Linked DNA regions of Xenopus tropicalis: region 2 is linked to region 1. Evidence: chromatin contacts called from public Hi-C data. All regions are on one chromosome and are shown on one strand. The core of a region is the stretch at or near the end of the contact, and the rest is flanking DNA. Distances in the headings are between cores, read along the strand shown. Region 1 holds the start of fam222a (family with sequence similarity 222 member A). Region 2 has its middle 89 kb from the start of trpv4.

What was found. A called contact is a pair of places that touch in the nucleus more often than the background predicts.
Region 2: a Hi-C map of neurula embryo shows a contact between it and region 1, with 3 times the contacts expected there. The contact joins the enhancer-like site here to the promoter of fam222a in region 1. A contact is called at or near these places in 4 of 5 Hi-C or Micro-C datasets (brain, gastrula embryo, neurula embryo and 1 more).

What each region holds. Positions count from the first base shown.
Region 1 is chr1:147,067,093-147,073,887 of UCB_Xtro_10.0, forward strand. fam222a (family with sequence similarity 222 member A) reads left to right here and starts at 4,191. Exons shown (of 3, transcript NM_001079118.1): 1 at 4,191-5,218.
Region 2 is chr1:147,172,985-147,179,779 of UCB_Xtro_10.0, forward strand. No RefSeq gene overlaps it. Among named protein-coding and RNA genes, the nearest start is that of trpv4, 89 kb to the right of the region's middle. Within about 2 kb of position 2,622, at least 2 of the 11 cell types and tissues checked have an H3K27ac peak or open chromatin away from gene starts, as enhancers often do. A contact at or near this core is called in neurula embryo, where this site is marked.

The DNA.
Region 1 (6,795 bases), core at 2,941-5,440:
CTATATTGGGCGAGCTTTAGACTGCAAGTGTCTGTGGCTACTTTTAAATTCAAACTCTCACCAATGTGTCACCTATAAATAACTCTTATTTAATTTGTTTGTGGGGGTTCTTAATTATTTGTAATAAAGAGTAATTAGAATAATGATAAACTTGAACACTTACATTCAATCTGCTATTTGGTTACCAGGGTCAAGGACACCCAACAACCAGATAACATTTGCTGTTGCAGGACAGAAAGAGGCAGAATAATAATTGAAAGTGTCATTTAAAAATGCACCCACAAGTGCAGATGTTCCAAACGACAAACATGTTCAAACACATTACTGCACTTCCACATGGTTTCCAATGCATCCATTCTGCCTTTTCTGAATAATGGTGCACCACTGCACCTATTAAGGTAGGGGGGGTCCTAGAGCTACTGCCACCCAGGGCCTGGCAGAGGCTCCCATTGTGTCAATAGACACAACATACTTGTCCCCAGTGAAACAAATTTTGAACATGAGCTCTTTCATAAAGATATTGGCAGATTAATTGACTCCTAATGTGTGTGTGACATTAGATTTTAAGATCCACTGAGACAGGGGCTGCTTGTCTTCTGCCTGGCCAATGTACACACCGTGACAAGCAAAGGATTTTGGTATCTCAGCTTTTCCCAAGCAACATGTGAACATAACATAGGAAGTATTCAGGGGCAACTTAAAATTTAAGGCCCCCATACACGGGCCGATAGAAGCTGCCGATATCGGTCCCTTGTACCGACTCGGCAGCTTATCGGCCCGTGTAGGGGCAGAAACAAGGGGCCTGGCCAACCGATATCTGGCCTGAAATTGGCCAGATATCGATCGGCCAGGTTAGAAAATCCAGTCGGATCGGGGACAGTATCGGCTCGTTGATGCGGTCCCCGAACCAACTGCCCCATGGCCGCAAATGTAATCCGATCGGATTTTTTTTTTTAAAGCTACTTGCTACCCGATATCGCCCACCCGTAGGTGGGGATATCGGGTGAAGATCCGCTCGCTTGGTGACATCGCCAAGCGAGCGGATCTTATAGTGTATGGGGAAACAAACAGTGTTTTACATGATTTAACTTTCTAATATACATGAATTAAACATTTACATTACATGAAAAATGGAATTGCAAATGAAACCACTTTTTGTGCATCCCTCTCTGTTCTCTGGATCTGACTATAGCTACAATGTAGCGGGAATCCTTTCTCCTCCAGGTCTGTAAATCAGCTGGCTTGTGCTAAATTATTTTGGGAGTGCAAACCAAAAGTGCAAGGAATATTTCTAGCCACACAGATACTTCTTTCATTAGCAAATTAATTTCCAAATAACCTGAATACCATGAAACATTTTTAATGAATGTATATTAGAATGTTGCCTAGAATTACATTTGTTTTCATTTATAAAAAAAAATTTGGGGGTGAAAGGCCCCGTTAATTTGCACTCATTTGTAAGTCAAGTATTTCTGTCTTGTGCTTATTTATTTGCTCATTTGCCATGATCTGTTATTACTTTGCTCAAGTCAAACCTAAAGTCCCAAGGAGAGATTTAGTTGCTGTGATTTTTAAAAAGTGAGTTCCAGCGACAAGTGGCTCGTTTTGTCTCTACATAGAGAGAAGAATATAAATTGCCAGTACCTAAACCAACGATACTACTTCAAATCGCTTATCGTTCCGAACCACTATGAGGCCCTTTTTCGAGCAATTTTACAAAGAAAGCTTTGTCATTTAAAATTATTGGAATTGCTGAAATAAACCCCACTGAGTGGGAAGTCACTTCGATTTCCCCATTGCACTGAACTTACTTTCTAATTGTGGGCGGGGAATATGACACCTGGATTTGTGGGAAATAGTTTCTCCATTGTTGAAATCTCTAGTAATCGCTTGTTAGGAAAAGACGAGCGACTGGAACTCGCTTTTTAAAAATCGCAGCAACTAATCTCTGTGGGACATTAGTCTAAGGATGTAAAGGACACAACCTTCTAAAGGTCCCCATACACAGGCCGATAGTAGCTGCCGATATCGGTCCCTTGGACTGATTCGGCAGCTAATCGGCCCGTGTATGGGCACTCCCGACGGGAGATCTCGATTAGGCAGGTTATAAAATCTAGTTGGATCAGGGACCGCATCGGCTCGTTGATGTGGTCCCCGGACCGACTTTTCCTATACCTGCCGTTATAATTCGATTATTTGGCCCCAGGGCCAAACAATCAAATTACCCTGGATTTTCCTGATATCGCCCACCCGTAGGTGTGATCTTATGGTGTATGGGGACCTTGAGGCTGGTGAAAAGTTGCAAAACCCTGAAATGTTCTATGTAACAAAGGACACAAAATCCCAACTGCTTGTGTGGGACATGACCAATACTCAAATTCAAAATATGTCTGTAAAACTGTTGACCCCCCCATGGGAAGCTGTAACAAAATTTTGTAATGATGCACTCATTGCTGTAACTTCAAATTACACCAACGATGGTCTGTTCCAAATAAGAGAGATGAATCCTTTATTACTTGCAATGCTAACAAGGGAGGAACTATAATAGAAAATGAATACCATCACTTTGGACTTACTAAAACATTTGCAATTTCCAAGAATCACTTTGCCCCTGGGTCCATGCCGGCCTTTATGTGATACACCTACCACATGATCTGTGATTGGCCAATTATAGTGGGACATACTCTACAGGTAGTGTGAGTGGCCCTGATTAGTGATGAGCAAATTTTTTCCACCAGGCGTGGATTCGCAGCGAATTTCCACATTTTACCATTGGCGAATTGTTTCGCGAACCTTCCTTCAAAATTGGGTGCGGGCGGGGTCAAAAAAGATGCACTACAAATGCGTTTCATGGATTTTTCACCGTTTTGCGAATTTTCTTTTCATTTCGCAAATTTTATGGCAAAGCAAAACGGGACAGACTCGCTCATCACTAGCCCTGATACAAAATCTACATATGCCCAGATAAATGCCCCTTGTAAACACCAGAAGACTGTGTATGGCACCAAGTTAAACGAACAGATTAGTTTAAAAAATAAAACCTGATAAAATGGCTGGAGTCAGTGGATGTCTAATGTAATAGCCAGAACATAACTTGCTTCTTGCATCTCTAACCTGTTTGCCAGTTAGCGACTTGAAAGGGGACCACATATGACATAACTAGTTTGCTTTTAATCATGAACTCGCAGGTCAGGATGAGGAATATTTAGCTTTGCCTTTAAATGAATTAAAGGTCAGTGTGCCAAGTATGAAAATAAAACCAAAAACTCAGAGATCAAAATAGAATAAAAGGAAAATGGATTATTAATCCTCACTGCTTGCTGGCACCAACCATGCCCCCGTGCCCCAAACAGACAGAAGTCAGAATGTGACCAAGGCAGCGGCAGTACCAGGATTTTAGGGATTGTAAGCTCTACGGGCAGGGACCTCCATTCTCTTGTGTCATTGACTCTTAACTTATTGCAACTATATCTTGTATTTATTGTTATACTATTATTATCTTAATAACACTGTTTGTATTAATGTATTCTACAGTACAGCGCTGCGTACATAAGTAGCGCTTTATAAATAAAGATATACATACATATACATACAGTACATAATGAGAGACTTCTAAAGAAATGATTTGCTTTCATTTTTTTTAAAAGTTTTAGCATTTGGTGCTTGCAGCTTTCCAGCGCTAACTCCTATAAAGGTCAGTGATGGGAAGGGAATAAAAGGAAGAATAAAAGCATAAGAGTGTAGGCTTGTGTAATGTGGTTCCGGCCATTCCTGTAAAACGTTCAATGTTTATATCTTATTCCTACCCGACTTGGGCATGAATAATCTCATTTACTAAATGTCGCTGTCAGGTTGTAGTATTGATCGTGTTTTAAGGATTTCTTTTTTTAAAAAAAGGCAAAACTAAAAGGAAACAATGGTAAGGTACGGCAGCGGCTGTCCTTTAAGAGGATTTTAATTTTTCCGCGAAAACATCGCACGGCCCTTCCTTCCTCCCTGGGGCTCCACTGAGACTCGGTTCGCTTATCCCCCCAGGTAAACGCCTTTTTCGCTTTCCATTGGCCGGTCCTCTCCGGCAGCGCCTCTCCCATTGGCTGTTAGGCGTGTCGCGGGCGTGGCTTAGAGAACAGAGGCAGAAGCATCACTTGTCTGTTTGTCAGTTCCCGACGTGCAGAGCAGCTGTGAGGACCCGCTGGCCCGGGCTGCAGCGTTTGCGAGGCGATCTCAGAAGCAGATCCCACATCTCTGCACTGTCGGATCGTTCCCCTTCTTTCCTGGTACCCTCTGCTTGTATTTAAACGCTGTCCCGGAAAGGATTCTTCCTGTGTGGTAAATTGCACCAGCAGAAGACAGAGAGCTGCTGCCCGTACCGGGGATTGAAGCTTGTGCGGAGCTGCGCTGAGGGGATCTGATATATGAGCATTCGGTGCGGCTCGGATGGTGCATCTCCTCCTCCTGCTGCTGCAGCGCTGAGACAAGTCGCACATCGGGGACACTGGGAAGCTTTACCTCCTTCTGCTTCAGCCCCACACGCTAAATATTTATTCTCTGCGGAGAAATACACTGGATCTTCTGCCTCCTTCAATTTATCTGAAGGCTTTGTGTCGCTCTTTACCTACAATAACCTGCCCTGTGGAGTTTACAGGATTCATCGCCAGTTTGCCCCTTTTTTTCTATTTATTATTTAAATGAATGTTTTCGTGCCCCCCTCCCTTCTGTCTGCTGTCATATTGATATGAAAACACTGCCAGAGGCTCTCAAATAAATGGAATTTCCCCTGACAAAAGGCACAGACGAGGTACACGGCCGATTTCTGTCGGGTTGAGATCTTGAAGAGTTCCTGTGGCTTTTTTTTATTATCAAAGGATTTTGTGCTGCTAATGTGATCGATTTGGCAACTCCATCCTGTTAAAGCTTTAGAACAGTTCCTTTTAATTTATGGCTCATCATTAATCTGGATTGGTGCAAGCCTTCTGTCTAGTACAAAAGTTGACACTTTTATGAATGGGGTATTTTTAAAGGCTGTAGTCACTGAAAGGCTGAAACTCCCATACTGATTCCTGTCAGATGATACATTGGATTTCCCTGGCAGATAAAGGGATTTAATGGAATACTTCTGAAGATCTTATGGCTTGGATTAAGTTTTAGGGTTGTGCAAAAGACTTGATCGTTGCCATTGGACCCCAGGAGCCTGCCTAGGAGAAACTGAAGATTTATGGTAAATATTCTGAGGGGGGTGGGCTTCTTTTGACAAAAAAAGGGGCAAATTATTTCAACATTTTCTGAAGGTTAAATAGCAGATGGTGCATCTTCCCATTGGTTTTTACTCACTTCATTTATTATGAATACTCATGCTTTTTGTTGCCATTATTCCCCCCTTCCTCGTATATAATAAATACTAAGTTACCCCTTTAGTTAACATTACCACTATTTGATGCCTTCTGTCTTGTTAGTGCTTTTAGACAGTTACTATGAAATACATGACTATGTTGATGGTGTTTCACATCTAGGTCCCAATTCACAGTGTGACTATTTATACCTGGCATTCTTCCCTCCTAGGTGGCAGAAGCTGGTTCAGAAGAGCTTGCTCTCTAGGGACTGGTATAAGCAGAGAAATATAAAATCTCAGTATAACCTGTAGCTCTTCCATTCCTGCTATCGAGGGCTTTGGGAGTTATAGTTAAATAACAACTGGAGGGGGCATGTTTAAATAAATGTAGATGTGATATAATAAGGTCTGTCAGCCATTTCTAAGGTAGACTCACTGACACAGGACATCTTCCAAGCAAGTACAGTATGACTAGTGATGTATTTCATGTTCCTAACTATTGCTTAAACATTAGGAAGTACTTGTACTTTCATTTTAATTGGTGTAATAGTGTCCTTTCTGCCGATTGAGTTAGCATCAGCAGCTAACAGTAATGTTTAAATGTAGATGTGCCCAGCAATGCCCATAACCTGCAGAAAATGGATTCATTGACTCATCCCTACTAGTTATTTGCGTAGATGAGTTAAACCACTGGGCTGTCTAGAATAATATAACAGTAATGCTGATGTATCCCATGTACAGACAATTCCTGGCAGTGAAAGTGCTAATATACAGAAAGCTACGTTATATGGTGTATGCTCAAAACTGGAAGCTATATTCTGTTTTAGCTATTGTGTTTGTGTATAGATCATTTTGAACAAGTGATGGGCAATGTGCTGATGAACTCTTAACAGCCCTTGGTTGTCGTGAAGTGATGGGAGTTGTAGTTCACAAAATTCTAAGTGCCACAGGTTGGCTTTTTTTTTTTAATCAGAGTTCTAGTTGTAATCAGCCTTCTTGCCACTCCAGCAAAATCCCACTCAACATTCCTGCTCTCTTCCAAGCCATTTGCTCTCAGCTGCTCTCCCTGGAAATGGGTTTGTGTTCTATTCCTCTGTGACCTCATCATATGCTGAGAAAAGTAATAAATGCAATAAATAACCATGACATACATTCTAATAATATGGGGGGGGGGGGGGGTCATAATCTGTGTATAAAATATATATATGTGTGTCTATTTATACACCGTTCTTTATTGTAATGTAAAAAGGCTGTATTCCATGTGCTGCTTCTACAATCCATCACACCCTTTGAGGTACTTGAGTAAAATTGGCTGTGAATAGCTTCTTTGAAGTGAATTTCAAATGATCTGCCCTTTCCTTCTAGCCCAGTGATAAATCCCTGGCTCAGTTTTACAACAGGAAACTTGGCAATTTATTTTTTATTGCACTGACTGCTAATGACAATTGGTTGAGCTACAAGAGAGC
Region 2 (6,795 bases), core at 1,372-3,871, 100 kb after region 1:
TGTCAGCATGGACATATTTGTTGAGATTTATATATTTGTACTTATTATACAGCAGCAAACAAACTAATGAGTTTACAACTAAAATCCATTCTGTGTCTTGGCATTTTAAAGATTTTCCAAAAAACAAACTTGAACTGAACAAGAAAAATGTACATTTTTGTAATACTATGCAGATTCGAAAGAAAAAAAAATGCTCGTAATTATTAGCAGTTCCCATGATAATAAAATAGTATTATGCTCCATTTTGAGGCTAGAAAATAATATCTTTTCATTAAAATAGCATTTTATGTGATACCAGCAATCACAGGCAGATAATTCTAGACAATAATGCTGCAAGCATTACATTGGAAGGCAGCAGATGAAGATTGCCTATAAAAAGACTTTAAAAAGCTCGTTTCTCTCTTTGATTGAAATTAGCTCCACTGATCTAGATTTTCACATAAATTTAAGGCTTAATCTGGTGCTAGCAGCAGTAGCTATAAATTCTTCATTTTGTATAGGCGGGAGTATTCTCAGGTCTCAGAACTGGACAAAGATATGCTAATAACCGAGGGGCTTTAAACAATTGCTGGGACAGGTTTAAAGATAACTAGGTAAACTAGGCAATGCAGGCTTGGAAAGGCCTTTTGTGGATTCTGGCAAATGCCAGAGGGGCTGCTGTAAGATGCCATAGACAGTCACTATTTATTGGGTTGGTGGGGGGCTGTTTGGGCCTCTGTGTACGTGAAATACCAGGGCCTATTTTGGATCCAAGTCTAGACCTCAGGCAATGTCAAACACACTCTGATGGCCTTGGCGTTAATATACTTTGGGTTTGGCTGCTACAGGCCCCTATGAACGGAATAACCATTTTTTATTCCCTATTCTATGCTCTTACTAGCAGTTTCACTGCCTTTTGGAGACCCTCACCAGACCAAATCACATACCTCCCAACTGTCCCAATTTTCACGGGACAGTCCAGATTTTAACAGCTCAGCCCACAGTCCCGGATTCTTTCTGAAAAGTCCCTCATTTCCCTTTGATCTCCTGCACTGAACCTGCACTAAACACTAAGAATGATACAATGTCTCTCAAACTTGATTAAAAAAGTAGCTTTTGGCAGAGCGTCCAGAAAAGTTAACAGGCAACATCTGCACTTAGCTACAATTGTAACTAATAAGTTAAACAGGTCTCTTGGGGGAACTGAGACTTGCAGCTTAAAGGGCAATTTCACATTTTTTAGCAAAACTGTAATAACACAAAGTTCAAACTTTAATTAACCCTCCAAACCTCCTGTAAAATGGGAGTGGTATTTAGGGAAGGCATGGTCGCAAAATTGCAGTATTTCTTTTTGACCCTCTTTGCATTTTTCAAATGTTGGGAGGTATGAGATCACAGTGTTGCTGTGATCCACTCTCAGATAGTTGGTACAGGTATAGGATCTATTATCCAGAATCCTTGAGACCTGGGTTTTCTGGATTAGTGATCTTTCTGTAATTTGGATCACCAGATGTGTGCTAAAAATCATTTAAAAATCAAATACCCCAATAGCATTGTTTTCACACCAATATGGATTGATACAGCTTATTTACCATCAAGCACAAGATACTGTTTTATAATTACAGAGAAAAAGGGAATCATTTTTAAAAATGAGAATTATTTGATTAAAATGGAGTCTATGGGAGATGGCCTTCCTGTAATTTGAAACATTTTGCATAGTGGGTTTCCATACAACAGATACTATACCTGTACCTTTGGGACATGCGTAATGAATGAGGCAAGCAATCACCCAATCACCGTTAACTGTGTCATAGTCCCAGCATCACCCAACATTACCTACTTTGTGTATCAAAGTGATTTCTTTGAATTGGGGGGGTCAGATATATGGTTTCACCTATACATTCAGCCAGGTGGGTGAATGAGCAAAAAAGAGGGTGTCATATGTATAACATGCAGTACTGTACATACAGCCTTAGGGGGGCAATTAGTAAGCACACAAAGTGCCCTCAATTTCATTTCAATAGGATATATTTGATACAGCTTACAACAACGTAGTTTGAGTCTGAAAATGTACATTAGACAGTATTAGTAAGAAAGGGACTATATAGCATAAGACAATGGCCACTGTATATCTTAAGCATTATGCAGTATAAAGGTACATAAACCAGTGAGGAGACATTCTTTCTTTATCTCATATTTATCTCATATTACCTTAGCAGACAAAGCTCACATACTGTATCCTAAGAAAAAGTGACCATTCAGACCTTTTGGCTTGTTTAGAGTGTAAATCCATCTGGATTCTTTCTGTAGTAACGTGGTCTCCAGAGATCTTCTTGTCAGCTCCGGGCTAATTTCCTCAATCCTCTACACTTTGAAACTTGCTAGAGAACCACCATGTGCCCTATAAAACTGACTAGCTGCATTGCTAATGCATTTATTATGTCTTAAATCACCCAGTGGATTTTTGATCTGAAGAATGTGCTGAGATACTCTTTGCCTCAGTTCCTGTGTGGCTTCCCCATATACAAATTAGGAACGTCACACCTAAATACTTTAATATATCCCCTTGGCTTTTGCTGCCTAAGCACTCTCCAACTTTATAGTGTTGTAAATTCTTTCAGATAGCCCCATATGTCTGCAGAGTATGAACTGCCCTGTGGGGGTTATGGCACTTGTTAAGATGTGCAGACTGGCTGAATAGCTCACCACAGAGCATCGCATTTGGTAATTGCTTCAAAGCCATCATAGTACTTAAGTGACCGTGATGTTTTTATAATCTGTTTCAATTTATTTTCTTATAATCTCTACTTCCTGACCAGGGGCACCTATCACAGAGCAGTGCTTCAGTGGGCATCCTGTTCTTTATTAGGATGTAATAGTTTTATATATGTGCGTCTGTCTATTTTTAATTACAAAGCACTACTTGTATACAGAGCACTGTATATTTAAATGTTATTTGACGGGTGTATTTTGTAGAAACCTGTTCCCGAGAAAGCTCCAACAACCAGCAATTGCCATTTAGAAACTATTTTTTGCAATTGTAATTTTCTATGTAACACAAATAACACAATGGCTTGGACTTGATTTGTATATACACATCAAACACATGGTATATATATATACACATACATACAGTTTGCCAGTGGTAATTTAGTGAAGTATTTTGGCCATACCCCTGGCATACGTGGGTCATGCCCAGTTATACCCTCACCATGCCTAAGAATGGCCAGACCATGCGCTAGACTCCTCCAACACCATCTAATAAATCTGGGTCCAAAGAAATCTTGGTGGGATTTGCATGTACGTATATGTGTAAACATACATTTAAAAGGCACATATGGAATAACATACCTTCTAATGTAAAAGAAAAGGGTTAATAGAAGGCATTGTGGAGTTCAATAGCCATTTAAAGTCTCAAGGCTGCAAGCCGAGAGTGTTAATACAGGTCAGTGATTTTTAGTATCCTCATATTTTAAAGTAGTAGGTACATTGTTACTTATAATACACAAGTGCCAAGGAGTTGTGACAAAAGTGACATCAATAAGCACTGAATATAACAGTGTCTGTATATAGTTTGCATGATTTGGCAGCATTGCATATACATAGGGCATAAACAACCTGTAGCTTTTATAAACTAGGACTCCCAGCATCTCACTAACAGTTCCTGTCTGTTTTCTTATGACTTCCCTGTGTATGTCAGCCATGAGTAGGATGGAGGAAAACATAATATGAAGGAGAAAAAAAAGATAGATGTTTTCTGGGCATTCTGTCAGTGGCTTCATAGTGGATAAGGTGCTAAGTAAAAAACAGGAGCAAAGCACCATTTTTTTCAGACTATTCAATGACACTAGGGGGCACATTTACTAAGACACGAATCTGAACCAAATTGGAAAAATTCCGACTTGAAAACGAACATTTTGCGACTTTTTCGCAATTTTTTTCGGCGTCTTTACAACTTTTCGGAAATTGTCGCGACTTTTTCGTTACCAATACGATTTGCGCAAAAAAACCCGAGTTTTTCGTAGCCATTCCGAAAGTTGTGCAAAATCGCCCGTAGCGTTAAAACTTGCACGAAAAGTTGCGCCTTTTTCGTAGCGTTAAAACTTAAAAGGTGCAACGTTTCGCGCAAGTTTTAACGTTACGAAAAAAAGCGCAACTTTTTGCGCAAGTTTTAACGCTACGAAAAATCGCCAGATTTTGCGCAACTTTCGGAATGGCTACGAAAAACTCGCGTTTTTTCGCACAAATCGTATTAGTAACGAAAAAGTCGCAACATTTTTCCGAAAAAATCGCAACATACCGATCATTACGAAAAAAACGCAATCGGACGCATTCGGCCCGTTCGTGGCTTAGTAAATGTGCCCCTAGGCCTAGGCCTTGTACATGAGGCTCCATGTTTGTTTGCATTTTGCTTATTAAACAATAATTAGGCCCTGCTTACATGCCTTTAAAATGGGGCTGTAACATTGATATTTTTTAATAAATGTTTGCATAGAAAATATGTAAAGTGTAAAAATATATATTTGTGTGTGCAGGTGTGTGTGTACTGTACAGTTCACACACACAAAACTTATCACCCATATTTCTTTTTCTTTCTCCATTCCCGGTGTTGCTTTTTTCCCTGGCTACATTATTACAGCAATAACCCACTTGCCAGTGACACATTGACCCAGAAAGATGTTCCAACCTTCTTGTGCAGCTTGGGTGAAAATTGGCTTATAAATCATGAGTAAAACTGTGTTTTTACTCTGTACAGAGAAGTACTTTGGATCATTTTAACTCCTTATCTTCCACAGTAGAGTCAATAAAGGCATTTCATTTCCCTGTCACTTTAGGGTGTTTTACAGGTCAGAAAATGAAGTCTCTTAAACAACAGCCATCGATGACAAAGCTGTCGTTCTTTTTTCCTGTGTGTTTATTAGAAAGGAAAATACATTTTTCCATTGCTTTTTGGTCTTTTGTTTTCCACATTATAACAAATGGCATGGTCCACTTGGGAGCTTAAAATCTAAGAACCACACCTGCAGCAGAGACATTTCAGCTGAATGTTGGAGAACAGAAAGAAACCACCCATCCATAAAGCATGTGGATCCTTGTATTTACTGTAGAGCATTTGCTGCCTACTAACACACAATCATGGGCTCACTATACTTGCACCTCCTTTTATCACTGCAAAATATCCATATAAATTCAACCAGAAGCACAATAACCCCCCCAGTTAGTACTGAAAATTATAAAAGAGAATTAATAGAAAGACACTGAATTTAAATAGCCAGCAACACCAAACAAAATACATCTCATATTCTATATAAGACCTTGACATTCGTTAGCTCTTTAAACCCCAGTAGACACCCTTGTTCTTCGGATACAGGGTGAAGAGGGCAGACTGGCAGGATCTAAGAAATATTTTAACAAGGGTCTAGGCCAGGGATCCCCAACCTTTTATACCTGTGAGCCACATTCAAATGGAAAAATTGTTGGGGAGCAACACAAGCATAGAAAAAATTCCTGGGAGTTCAAATAAGCTATAATTGGCTACTTAATAGCCCCTATGTGGACTGGCAGCCTATAGAAAGCTCTGTTTGGCTTTATACTGGGTTTTACAAGCAAAACTAGCCTCCATGCCAGAAATTAAAAAATGGGGATCACTGGTCTAGGCAAATAATGCAGATTTTATTCCTGCAGGAAGATCATTGGATTCTTGCCCCAACACCCTGGCACAAAGAATTCACTAAGCTCTAGGTTATCAGTAATGATCTATTCTGAAAAATGTAAGACCTAACTTTAAGGAATGATGAGCAAAAAAGCCTGATATTCGTGTCTAGACATTTCATTTTCTTACCCATGACCTGTGCTCGACGCCATCTCTGCACAATACCCTATGCAGCTGCATTTTTTTGCCTACCATTAGTTCTGACTGGCTATGTAACTAAGATACTTATAAACATATAATGATCATCAAAGAAAAAGCTATTTAAATCAAGCTCAAGGTTCTACTACTACATTCAGACTAGAAATGAAAGCCTAGCTATATGAGAATGAATCCCTGATAGGCGCAGAGAGATCTAATTCATCTAGTTCATCTAGTGCCACTGGCAATGATGGAGTTACAGGCAGGCATCACTAAAGACAAGAGTGTGCCCCCACCTTCCCCTTCATTCTCCCCCACAGGGAAATGTTTCAAATTGAGCAATCACAGAATCCCCAGGCAAAGCTTTTTATCTCGGCCTCTCTCACCTTTACCTACCTGAAGTGTGTTCCAAAAACCACAGGAGGTGCAGTTACCGCTAATGGAAGAGTCTGCAACAGTTGTTTCACATTATCTCAGAGCAGCAAGACCAGAAACTGGGGAGCGACAGAGACATAAAAATCAAGCACAGGCAACCTCACATAGCCCGCTGACTCTTTTCTATTTACTTTTATTTCAAGCAAGAAAGTTTTTAATTCTTTCTTTCTGTAAGGTTCCACCTGTATCATTGGTTGGCTGCTGCATTTAGAACCTACCCTTTGTGTTATACGCGGCTGACATTTGTTGCACCCATAAATCAAATAAGATTAGGCATGTGGTACATGGACAATACACTAGAAAATTGACATGTAAATTGCTAGTCTCTAGCAAGAAAATGGTTATTATAGGGAAGGTGAGCCTATTGTGATTTTGCTCTTCCATTTATTTTCTCTTGAGTTGTTAGATAAGACTACCTAGCTTATTACAGGCTCAGAACACCAGTTCTAGACATGCTTGAATTTATACATATGAGTGGAAGCATCCACGTTCTTTGCATTCCCTGATTTATTGTATTGTCCTTAGAGCTC